Linked DNA regions of Sus scrofa: regions 1, 3 and 4 are each linked to region 2. Evidence: chromatin contacts called from public HiChIP or PLAC-seq and promoter capture Hi-C data. All regions are on one chromosome and are shown on one strand. Each heading gives the region's core, a stretch centred on a gene start, on an enhancer-like site or on the middle of the called end of the contact. The rest is flanking DNA. Distances are from core to core; before and after follow the strand shown.

Region 1 (3,009 bases), core at 154-2,653, 900 kb after region 2:
TCAACATTTTAGATTCCCTTGGTCATGCAGGAGCAAAGATGAACTCTTGAACCCCACGCTACATAATGAAACGGGGCTTCAGAAACCGAGAAGGAAAAGCATGCTTCTGTTCTTCAACGTTTATGGCCTTCACTGACCAACCCCCTCATCTTCAATTTCTTCCCAACTCTTAGTCACCCCAATACATAGAAGGCAAAGAGAGATCCCTTACTTCCTGCTGTTGTTAAAAGAGGGGGAAACCCAAGAGTAACTTTGAACGCATGAAAGAGAAATAGCTTAATCTTGGCCACCGCTGCAAACATATGTCACCCAGCCCCGGCGCAGCGTTCATGCCCCACCGGGCCCCCTCCCAGGCCCCACGCCCCGGGGATTCTCCCAAAGCCTAGCCTCCTGGGTTCCCCAATGTCAGGGACGTGGCTCCGCGCCTCTTCCTCTCCCGCCTCCCCCACCCTCACACTCACCGCTGGGGCCCCCAAGACCACATTGTTAGTTTCAATACAATGGAATGTCACTGCACCGAACTCCTCGGCGCCCCCCTCTGCTCCCCGGAGCCAGTCCCGGGTCTCTCTGATCACCGAGTTCAGCCACAAACCCAAACTTCACCATGTGAGAGCCCAGAACCCAGGAGGTGACGGGGACCCATGACTCCCGCCCAACCCTCCCTTCTACCCACGGTCCCCGGCCAGCCGCAGCTGTGAATCCAGTACTGGTCGCCCCCATCCACCACCCTATAGGAGTCATCAGCCGCATCTCCCGGCTGGGGCGAGGGCGAGGAGACGAGCGGAGGGCTCCCCGCCAGGCCGGACCCCTGGGCGGTGCTGCACAGGGGACGAAGGCCCCAAACGCATCCCTGGCCTTTCCTGGCCCACCATGACCCCGCCGCCCACCCTCCCTACCTGGCCTTGAGGCTGGGGCTGCTGCCGCTGCTGCAGCTGCTGCTGGCGGCGGCGGCCGCGGCTCTGGGTTCGTAGGCCCAGGCGGGGGCAGGGGGTTGTGCGGCGGCGCTGGCGGGGGCAGCGGGGGGCGCGGGCGGCGGCGGCGGCGGGTCGGCGAAGCCGGAGGTCGCGTAGTTCCTGTCCATCGTGGGGGTTGCGTAGGGAGGGCGGGCAGCAGTGGGGGCTTCTCCAGGGCCCAGTGAGAGGGGGGCGGGAGGGGAGGGAGGGGGCGGGGGAGGAAGAGGAGGTGGAGGAGGCGGCGGCGGAGGGGGCTGCCCCTCACATGGCCTCGGCGGGCGCACAGGCGAAGGGCGCGTTGGCCAGTCTGTGCTGGGGGAACCCGGGCGGCGGCGCGCGACGAGGCCCCAGCTGGGCGTCAGGGAAACGGCGGCATCCGCGGCCGGGACTCACCGCGGCAGCGGCGGCGGCGGCGGTCGCTGCGCCCCATGTTGGTGGATTTCCCAGGATGCACCTCCCGCCCCCCCCTCCGCCCCGCGACCTCGCCCCGCCTCCCCTCAGCGCCCCGCGCTCGCGGCTCGCGGGCCAGGCGGGCGGCCCGCGAGGCCTCTACCGCCACCGGCAGTCTCTGGAAGGCCAGCTGGGGCGGTGAAGGCTTGAGGCCTGTCCGGCCCGGCCGGGTCCAGGAACCCGGCGGGTCGCCTGGCAGCCGTAGCCCACGGGCCGCGGACTTCCAGCCTTCCGCTGCTTCGAGGGGAGCTGTCCGCGCTCGCCGCGCCCCGCGTGGGAAGGGGCTGTGCCTGCTGCTCGCCCTGCGCGAGGGAGGGGAAATTGAGCGGAAACCAGCGCAGGGTGCTGCAAAGGAGAGGCTTGTCAACGCTTTGCCTGGAGTTCGTTATTTGACCCTTCGAGTTATTTTCAGTGATTCAAATAACTCAGTTCCCACATCGCGATTCTTTTCTCTGCGCTTGGTCCTAAACCAGAAACAGCTGAGCGGGCTGTTTTACAGTTCCGTTTACTCCCTTCCTGCCCAAAGCTTGCCGGGCTGGAGGACCCTTTTCCTGCTGTTAGGGGAGATTTATATTCAAGAGATTCAAATTCAAACGTATTATTTTCCAATCCTCGTTGAAAGGACCTTTCCCAGGGGCTCTTATTAACTGTCCCCACCCCCACCTTGGGGATTTTCTCATTCTGGATTTCAGAATCTTCTATCTGAAGATAAATACAGCCTCTTCATTGATTAATACAGTCACCATCTGGATGACTTTAATTGCGATAAAGTTAAACTCACTGGGCACACTTTGTGTTGGAGTTTTTTTGTTTGAGACTTAGAACTTCAGCAGGACTCTACACAGACATTTCCTATCTGATCTCCAAGCTGTTTGATGGCGGGTAAACTAACCATTATTTGCGGTTCTTCTATTGTATGTCAGAGTTGTGTTTCTTCTAGTAACTCATGAGTAGTGAAACTTGGGGGTCACAGAAATCGTCGTTTGGTCCCGAAGGCATAAAGTAAAAGTTAAAAATGACAGTAAAGTTTGACCACCACCCTTAAAAATTCAATACGCATTTAACACCTCTTCATGTATTTAGCACAGAATTCTTTCCCTCAAGATAAGCCTAACAAAGGTTCAAGCAAATCAGGCATAGTAGAATACCTAATAAAATTGATACATTATCTCTGATCACCATTTAAAAAGCAGTTTAAACTTGGGTAATACCTGGTATTGGGTCTACTGTTCCTTCTGAGATTAATTTTGTTCAGGGAGATTCTGTTTTCCTCCTGGCGCCTACATCCTTTTGTTCCTATTCATCCCTTTTTGTAAATCTTTCGGCACCTGTGATGCTTGGAGTCTGGTCCTGGGGTGGGGAAGCAAGGAAGTGAGTATTCGTTATTTACAAATGAATTCAAATGTGTAGACACAAGTGATTTTGCCAATTTTATGTTAATCCCAGTATGCATTTACAGAGGCTATCTTTGAAAAGTGGTTTTCTTTGGGGAAGGAATTTGCTAGATAATCTGAGATCCTGCAGAGAAGTAACATAAATCTTCCTTACAGCCTTTATTTTTCTTACTGCAGACTGCAGATCTGCAATCTAAATTTAAAAAAAGTTT
Region 2 (3,133 bases), core at 127-2,626:
ATGGTTCCTGGCCGGATTCATTTCTGCTGCACCACAACGGGAACTCAAGTAATGCATTCTTAAGCTCATAATCCATGATGTGTTGCCCCCACCCCACTTTACTACCACCTTGTCTAAGCTGAAAAGTGGCCATCACTGTGCCTCAGTCACACCCACTGGGGTCTCAGCTCATCCTTTCATACCTTTTACCTGTCAGATTAAGTCTTGGTTAAAAAAAAAATCCATCAGCCATTAAAAAAGAATGCAATAATGCAGCAACATAGATGGACCTAGAAATTATCAACCAAGTGAAGCTAATCAGACGGTGAAAGACAAACATCATATATCACTTATATGTGGAATCTAAGAGAAAGGATACAAATGAACTTATTTCAGAACAGAAACAGATTCACACACTTTGTAAAACGTATGGTTTCCAAAGCAGACAGGTGTTGGGGCGGAAGATGAACTGGGGGATTGGCATACGCACACTGAGGTATATGGAATTATTGGCCAACCTGGACCTGCTGTATAGCAAAGAGAACTCTACCCAGTATTCTGTGATCATGATCATCTATGTGGGAAAAGAATCTGAAAGAGAATGGATATGTGTATATGTATGACCGAATCACATTGTTGTACAGCAGAAATTATCACAACCTTGTAAATCGACTATACTTCAATTAAAAAAAAGTACACTTACTCTACACTTTGCATTGCTCTAATAGACTGAAATTTTTCTGTGTGGACCAAATTGAGAGGGACCGATCCTCAGATTCAGTCCCTGTGCACTTTTTACTTGGGGAGGGGGTTAAAACTGTGACCTCAAAGATGAATGTGAATGCTCTAGTTCGGAATGCTACCCCGCCCCCAGTACCTAGTTGATTTCCAACTCTACCGGGTAGACAAGTCTCCTGCTGTGTGCAAAGGACACGCCCCGCAAGGTAGGCTGTAGGGGGAAAATAGGGATTTCCAGGTCGGAAAACGAAGAAAAGCGGTGGATTTGGGGGCCAAAGGTGAAGAGAATTTACTGTGACATTTGGGGCCACGCTTCGAGGATATTGGAGGTAAAATTTCGCCGGAGGAGCTGGAGTGACCCAGACAGGTTTGGCAATAAAGGCTCAAAGGGGTCCGGGCTGGGCAAGTTTAGAGACCAGGATTGGAGGAGAGAACCCAGGAGACCCAAGGGCAAGCATCTGGGCAAAGGGCAGAGCTCCAGCAGCTTGGAGAGCCGGCGTAGGAATGCAGAGGACTCCGCTGCGCTCTGGTGCTGGACCAGCAGGAAGGCGGGCGGAACCTTCCGAGGACCCGCCCCATGGGCGGGGCTATTTTGTTGGTTGCATAACAAACCTGTGCGAGCGGCCGGGGAGTGGTTTGGGCGGTGGCGGTGGGGGCGGGTCAGGGGCGGAGTCGAGGCGGGGCCAGGCCTGTACCGGGCCAGCCAAGATGGCGGCCATGGAGACCGAGTCGGCGCCGCTGACCCTAGAATCGCTGCCCACCGATCCCCTGCTTCTCATCTTATCCTTCTTGGACTACCGGGACCTAATCAAGTACTGGAACGATGCGCATGGCAGGGGTGGGGTCATGGGTTGGGGAGAAGGCTGTAAGGTAGGAGGGACCGAGGCCCGGCTCACTGGCAGGACCCGGACCCCCGCGTCAACCAGAAGGTGACGCCAAGGCCGCCCTGATCCCGCAGAGCCACCTGGGGGCCAGGACAAGGCCGGAGGCGAAAAGGACCCCGCCTCGAGGTCTTCCTCCCGTTCAGGGCGCAGGCCTGAGGAGCGCCGAAAGCTCTCTCTCCCAGGCCTCGGCGAGGCCCAGTTGTAACCCGGGAGATACTGCTCCTTGCTGCCGACCGGCAGACCCCCGCGCCTCGCACCTCCCGGGCGTCCCGGGGGTCTTTGCCCGAACCAGGCACCCCTGGACGCTTTGGAAAATTCCCCGTCCGGGCCGACCGCTCTTCTCTGCCTGGGCATGGGGCCTGCGGAGTGGGGCGCCAAAGTAGGCAGGTGGGACGCCCGAGAGAAGCCAGGCGACCCCCTGACCCCCAGGTGCGACTTCTGCGGCAACATATCTAGCAGGGCTCACTTTCGGACTTCTATGATAGAAAACTGTTTCGCTCTGAGCCTTCCTCCTCAAGGTTGCACGTTGGATTTTGTGTTTTGGTATTGACTTCCGGTGGTGCGATACAGGTGACCATCTTCCCTCCTGTATGCCGTGGGTTTCCCAGCATCTGTTCCAAAAATAAACACCGATGGCTGGTAGGGGTATTTAAATGCCCGGTTCCTTCAGCGCTTGGGACAGCCTGGGATGGTGGAAGAAATGGCGCTGTTTACACCCTTGACAGCTGGTGGCGTGGCTCTTTCTTGTGCCACCAAATATATTTGCAGAGGAGGCAAAGTCGCCCTCTTAAGGATAGGTAGGCAAGATTGGTTTTGTTTTGTTTTTCGGATTAGCCATTGGATTCTAGCTTTTTGACGATGGTGCTCTGTGTTGCCAGGGATCCTTTTAGAAATACAGTCTTCATGAAGTCAGCGGTAGCTATTGGTTGGTCTAGCTAAGTGGTGACGGAAGTATAGCTCCAGTTTCTGGCTGCTATCTATATTAGCACCTGTAACACTTCTATTTTTCTGGAAAAAAATTTTTTCTCTACTCCGGGCTTGTACTAAAGCAGAGAAAGTTTCTTTTCTTTGGAAGAGGCTGTTCCAGCTGCAAACCGTTTTCATCTGAAATAGCTGTTGCTATAGCCTCTTAGAAATCACTCTCACACACACTCTTTCCATCTATGGGCTGCATTGCCCAGAGTGATCTTTCTAAGACAGATTTGGCTGTCATCCTCCTTAAAAATCTGTAATGCTCCTTGTTTACAGATGATAACCTAAACTTCTGGGAACATTTAAGGCTCTTATTATTTGGCATGGTCCACTCTAGCCAAACCTGTGCCAGCATAACACACTTGTGGGATTTTTTTTGTTCTGTGGTTTAAGCTCTGGTCCTTGCAGAGAATGCTGTGTCCCCCTCTTCTCAGGCTGGCAAGATGGAATTCCTTTCAGATCCCCCTCTCCTGAGTTTCTCTACCTCTTCCTTCCTTCCGCAGTTTATTTACCATACCTGATAGATTGTGCAGCTCTTAAAAGTAAAGACTGTCTTGTTT
Region 3 (2,920 bases), core at 219-2,718, 540 kb after region 2:
CCACATACCATTTTAAAACAGCCTTCTCCCTCTCGACAGGAAAACAGACATAGCTCTCCTCCGAGGTCTTTCCGCGAGTTCTCCCAGCGCCGGGAAGGGAAGCGGACGGCCGCCACCGTAACGAGAGAAGCCGGCAACAGACCCGCCGCGCGGCCGCCACGCCTTCCTCCGGCCGCGGCGGGGGACGCGGAGCGACGGATCACATTTCTCCTCCCCAACAATCACACGCACTCACGTCCCCGGAGTGGACACCCTCCAAACCCGCCGCTCGGCGACGCCGGGGACTGGGCCACAAAGCCCGGGACGCAGCCATCGACCGCGGCGCTCAAGTTGCGTGCGTGCGTGTGTTTGTGTTCGTTCCCCTTAATGAAAGACAAGAGGTCTCCGTAGTGACGGCCCAGGCTACGGTGAGGGAAGAGGCCCCCAGTGGGACTAAACAAAACTTCGGTTGCTGGGAAGAGCCGTTGCGCAACCCTGGCAGGGGGCGGCGGGGGGCCGCCCGGCCTGGCCCAGCCCAAGCGCAGCTTCCCGGAGGCTGCGCCACCGCACGCAGGAACCACGCGCGGCCCCGCGTCCGCGGCCTCGCAGGGGGGGCGCCCGGGCCTCGAGGGAGACGCCTGGACCCGCCACCCCGCGAGGGCCGGGGCGGAAACGCGGAGCACGAGCACGCGGAGCACGAGCGCGCGGAGAACGCGGATGGGGTGCAGTTCGCGCGCCCGGTGCGGGCCGCTCAGGGGATGCCGGGCCCGGCGGGGGTCCGAGGAGAGGTCCGCTGGCCCCTTGACCGCACGCGCGGCCAATGAAGCCAGTTCCCCCGCCCCTAACCCAGGATGGGACGCCCCCCGCCCTGTTCCCTTACCTTCCTAGAGGCCTGCGCTCTCCCCTCGTCGGGCGGCCGCAGCCCTGAGCATGTCCGAGGTGGGTGCGGGGCCGTGCCGGGGACAGGGAGCCAGGCGCTTCAGCAGGCGGCACCACCCAGCCCGGGCTCAGCCCCTCTCCGCGGCCGCTGCCATCTTGTCCTGGCGGCTAAGAAGAAACGGCGAAACACCCTCCCCCGACCGCTGCTGCTGCTGCTCTGGCTGCTGAGCGCCGGGCCCGTCTCCCTCATCTTCTTTCCCAGGGAGATGGGGTGGGGATGGCTCGGCTGGGGCGAGGGGTGGTCAGAGGCCGGCCGGCCGGCCTCCGACTGCTGGGGCCTACGGGCGGCGCGGGGTGCGGGGCCCGCGGCGGTTGAGGCCCATTCCTGACGCCAGGCGAGGAGAAGGAAGACAGCTGGGAGCGGCGGCGACGGCGGGGCCCGCGGCTCGGTATCCTCAGGTCGCCGCGCTGCCGGCAGTCGTCACGGAGGCGGCTGCCGCCGGCCGCCCCAGTCTCGGGCCCCTCCTCTGCGCCCGCCGGCCTCGGTCGCCGCCTCCGCAGCGCCACCGCCCGCCCGGCCGCTCTGCGTGCGGAGCCCGGGCGGCCCAGCTCGGCTCGGGCCGCGGCGCCTCCGCGAAGCCCCTCCCAGGGGCCCGCCCGCCCGCAGCCGCGCCCTTGTAGCTTCGAGCCCGCCTGGCGGCCGGCGTGGGTCCGACCCGCAGCTCCCTCACGCCAGCGCGCCAGCAAAAGCAGCCTCCGCCAACGCCCCCTCTTCTGTTCTGAATCTCACTCTTGGGCCCGCTCCACCAAATATGTGTATTTTTTGAACGATCCTAACCACCAAAGAAAGGATGAAAATGCGGAAGCAGGATTTTACAGGCCTTTCGAAATCCCGTAATCATAGTTTCCCCCTTCTACCCCTTTAGGGTCTGTTTCTTGGCGGTTTTTTTCCTTTTTTTTTAAAGGTTTAATAATAAAGAAAGGGGAAATGTATACAGTGAACAATTCCAGTCGAAAATAAGTCCTACCCGCTCGCCCATCCCAAAGGGTCAACGGTTCGAACTCCAAACCCTCGTACATACATATGAAGTTCACTCACCTCTGCGTTGGTAATTCTCCATCAAGGTAGTCAGTCCCACTCCCAGAGACTAACTAGTTAGCTCCCTCCTGGAAACGAGGAAATCAACAGAATGGCCCATCTCAAACAACGGAATCATAGAACCATAGAATCTTAGGGATGAAAGAACCATAGAGATCCTCGGTCCAAAGTAGGGCGCGGAATCAAACTTCAGGTGACTTGTCCAAGGTTATATAGCCAAGCCCTGGTCTGCACTTCTTTTCCCTAGGAAACAACTGACCTTCTAAATATTTATCATTCATAGTTGATCTTTTTAAATATACCTTTTTTCTCTTCCTTTCTGTCCTGAATTAATGTTTAACGTTTTGGGAACACCTTTCTCTGAGGAATGGAAGTGCCCTCTCTTAGTTTCTTAGAAAATCTTCATTAGGCTTGCCTCTACTGCGCAGGTATTAGTCCCCAGACACTTTCTATAGCCGTAGAGGCAGGGCAAAAGGCGTGGCAAATTGCTGCGTATTTAATTCTACACCTTGACTCCGGGCTGCTTTGCAAGCTGGGAGAAGAGTATTTTGAAGGATGCCTTTAAGGGAAACGGATAGTATGCCTTGAAGCAGTTGGAAGTAGCATTTTCAAAAGAAGGTTGTTTTCAACTTAGGGAGGATAACCAGTTGTAAAGTTTGCCAAAACAGAAAAACAAAACTGTCTGTCTCTCAGAGAGATAGCAGCATGTTAGCCATTCCTTTTTACTTAGTATTTAGTTACTTCTGACTTGTTTAAAAAGCAATAGTTAAAAGAACCAAAAAAAGGATAAAAACATGACTCAAAGAAGAAAGTGACAATAATAGAAAAATCTGTAAGTGAAACAAGGAAAATATTCAACTAGAACTTCAAACCTTCAGAATTTTTGCAAAACATTTATCTGGGTCACCTCTAATGGGAAGCTTCCATTCTCATAAGGCACTGCTACATATATGCAGGAAGCTG
Region 4 (2,853 bases), core at 119-2,618, 620 kb after region 2:
CAGAGCTACATTTGCCGGCCTATGCCACAGGCACAGCAACTCAGGATCTGAGCCATGTCTGTGACATACCACAGCTCACAGCAACGCCGGATCTCCCATCCTCTAAGTGAGGTCAGGGATCAAACCCGCGTCCTTATGGATACTAGTGGAGATCATTACCAATAAGCCACGGACAGGAATTCCCTACAATCGCTTTTTAATTATTGTTAATCTCTTAGTGTTCAGAATTTATAAATTGCACTTTATCATGGGTATGTATGTACAGGAAAAAACAGTATATATAAGGTTTGATACTATTCCGTTTCAGGCATCCACTAGGAGTCTTGGAACATAGGACAAGGGAACTACAGAGCATGCGGTCAAGGATGGAATTGTCATGTTTATCTAGTCTTCTATTGTTGGATGGTGTAAAAAACATCTCCACTATACATCTTCTGCTCATGTGTCTGATTACTTGGAAGGATAAGAATTTAGGCTGTGAAAAGGGCAGAGGTGGAAATAGGAGCAGAGGCATGGGACACTGAAAAGAGTAAAGAGTGTAAGGGAAAGGTTTGTTTACTTTGGGCCATAGGCCACTGTAGACAGAGGGTGGAAGAAGTCTTGTGATGATCCTTGATTGGAAAAGAGTTTTGAGACTTAGTTGCACTTGTTTTTGACTATGTCAGGTACTGTGCCAAGTACTTTTCCATGTATAACTTATTTAAACTGCAGGTACTATTGTTATTTCTATTTATAGGCAAAGAATCTGAGGCACAGAGATGTTAAACTGCCCAAGGTTACCCACTAGAGAGAGATAAGCCAGGATTCAAAAGAATGCAGTCTGGCTCCAGAACTATGATGGGATGCGGAGCTTAAAACCCATGCCTTACGGACATAACAAGCCTTAGACACAACAGTAACCAGTGACGGTATAAATATTAATGCTCTCGATCAGTCACTCTCATACCCCCAAAGTGTGAAAAGCATTAGCTGAGACCATAGAAAACTTCATGGATTCCTATTTCCAAAACATAGGAGCCATTTAACACTTAGCTTTGCTCCCTAAAATGGCCAGTTTGCTTGAATTGAATTGATTGGCAATCTTCAAGAGAGGAGAGTCCAGCTCCTCAGCATGATAATTAAATTCCAAAAGGCGCGCGAACTTCCCGGAGAAACAGTTTCCCGCCTCCTAGCCGGTTGCAGCCAGCTCAGCAACAGCCTCTCCAACCCCGGGCCTTGACGTCAGTACACGCATTGGGCCCGCCCCTGGCATCTTCCTGCTTCTGCGCGATTGAGTAACCAGGGAGTTTCGCTCTTAACTCCGCCCACTGCCCCGGAAGTTAATGCGGGAAGCCACACCTCCTTCTTCGGCCGGCAGGGACGCAGCCATTTTAATTCATATCTGAGTGGGCGGTGGCGATTCGTGTTGGCGGTCTGGCTCCGCAGGGCAGGGGGCAACTTTTCTGGCTTGGGGGAGGTTTTTTGTTTAATTTTTCTTTTCTAGCTTGGCATCGCGGGCCAGTTCGCACGTTCTAATCGACTGAGGCCATGTCAGGAGACGGAGCCACGGAGCAGGTGAGGAAGGAGAGTGGTGGGGCCTCGTGGCGACCTTTTCTCTCCACGTCTGTGTTCGTCCGAGTACTCCAGCCATGTTCGCTTGAGGAAGGAATTAGGGGTTTAATGAACCCGCAGGACCGGGTACCGAAGAACGGTGGGAATGGGGAAAGAGCTGAGATTTAAAACTCTTTTGGCTTCTCTGTCTTGGGCGTTAATATGAACAAATATTTGATTCACACAATAGCCGGGCAGCTGCTTCGTCCCGTTTTGGTCCTGGGACTACCCCAGTGAGATTTCTTCTTTTAATACCATTTGGTGTTAAGGGATTAGGGATTGATTATTTTAACGTGTTCTTGCTGTTCTCGAAAAACTTGACAGTGTCTCCTTCACCGCCTTTGTGGTATATCCAGAAGTAAATCGCTATTTTGAGAAATAATTTGAGTTGAAACTCTAGGGAAATAAGATTCTTGGCAGAGCGAATGAAGAAGGAAGTAGTTTAGGAGTAGAGAGCATGGCTGTGTTGAGATTTGGGAATTTTGTGGCTTTCTCCTGCTCCCTTTTCTCTGTTCTATCAACATTTCATTTTGGATTTTCAAACCGCAAAAGTAGTTGTAGAATTTGATAAATCGGAAACGAGAAGTCTGTTTTGGCCATCTGTTTTAGTACTGTGACTTTTAAGTATTTTAAGATTCAGGTTTTTAGTTAAATGATTTTTCTTCTTTTGCTCTTTAGTTTTGTAGGAGAGAATTGCCTTTTTATTTTGAAAGAGGAGACATACTTTATGGAAGATGTCAGTTTATTTTCGATTTAAGTCTGGTATGTTTAGGTAAATAGTTTTAAAATGGAGGGAGGCTAGCTAGCATGCAGAGTCTCAATTTCCTGAAATTTCGCATTGCCATAGCAACAAAATACACTTAAGTTTTCGGTTTTCAAGAGGCCAGCTTATGATGTGGGGGCTGTTTTTGGAGGTTGACAAGATAGCGACAGAATTGGAGCATTTCTATTCAACATTCTGGATAACTAAATTTTATTATATTGGGAAAGTATGGCTAAACTGAATTTTTGTGTTTGCTCGTTGACTAATTTCAGTCCTGAAAATTTCACAGTGTTTACATTTTACATGCTGTTAGAATTCCCAAGAACACAAGGTCTTAAAAATTACGTCAAATCTTTTTATGTATACTAACCCTTTTTCTGGGTTCATGTTTTGTCATGTGAAAGTCGAGGGGTAATACTGAGGATTTCATTGTAAGTTACCCGGAATTCATTGTTAATTCTTAAATTTATCTAAAATTGTAAACTCTGTGAAATATTGCC

What was found. Promoter capture Hi-C pulls out the DNA fragments that hold promoters and counts their contacts. HiChIP or PLAC-seq counts read pairs in DNA pulled down with a chosen protein or histone mark.
Region 1: a contact with region 2 is called in an H3K27ac HiChIP or PLAC-seq map of skeletal muscle, with 4 times the contacts expected there. The contact joins the promoter of QSER1 here to the promoter of FBXO3 in region 2. A contact is called at or near these places in 2 of 2 datasets of contacts at active chromatin or transcription factors (alveolar macrophages and skeletal muscle).
Region 3: a contact with region 2 is called in a promoter capture Hi-C map of fetal liver, with 4 times the contacts expected there. The contact joins the promoter of HIPK3 here to the promoter of FBXO3 in region 2. A contact is called at or near these places in 1 of 5 promoter capture datasets (fetal liver) and 1 of 2 datasets of contacts at active chromatin or transcription factors (alveolar macrophages).
Region 4: a promoter capture Hi-C map of fetal liver shows a contact between it and region 2, with 5 times the contacts expected there. The contact joins the promoter of CSTF3 here to the promoter of FBXO3 in region 2. A contact is called at or near these places in 2 of 5 promoter capture datasets (fetal liver and liver), 2 of 47 Hi-C or Micro-C datasets (embryonic fibroblasts and skeletal muscle) and 2 of 2 datasets of contacts at active chromatin or transcription factors (alveolar macrophages and skeletal muscle).

The regions. Positions count from the first base shown.
Region 1 is chr2:28,042,084-28,045,092 of Sscrofa11.1, forward strand. It overlaps QSER1 (glutamine and serine-rich protein 1), which reads right to left and starts at 1,404. Exons shown (of 13, transcript XM_021083212.1): 1 at 1,347-1,404.
Region 2 is chr2:27,145,031-27,148,163 of Sscrofa11.1, forward strand. FBXO3 (F-box only protein 3) reads left to right here and starts at 1,377. Exons shown (of 11, transcript XM_003480711.4): 1 at 1,377-1,529. The coding sequence starts at 1,426.
Region 3 is chr2:27,684,458-27,687,377 of Sscrofa11.1, forward strand. HIPK3 (homeodomain-interacting protein kinase 3) reads right to left here and starts at 1,469. Exons shown (of 16, transcript XM_021083205.1): 1 at 860-1,469.
Region 4 is chr2:27,768,089-27,770,941 of Sscrofa11.1, forward strand. It overlaps CSTF3 (cleavage stimulation factor, 3' pre-RNA, subunit 3, 77kDa), which reads left to right and starts at 1,369. Exons shown (of 22, transcript NM_001267844.1): 1 at 1,369-1,554. The coding sequence starts at 1,528.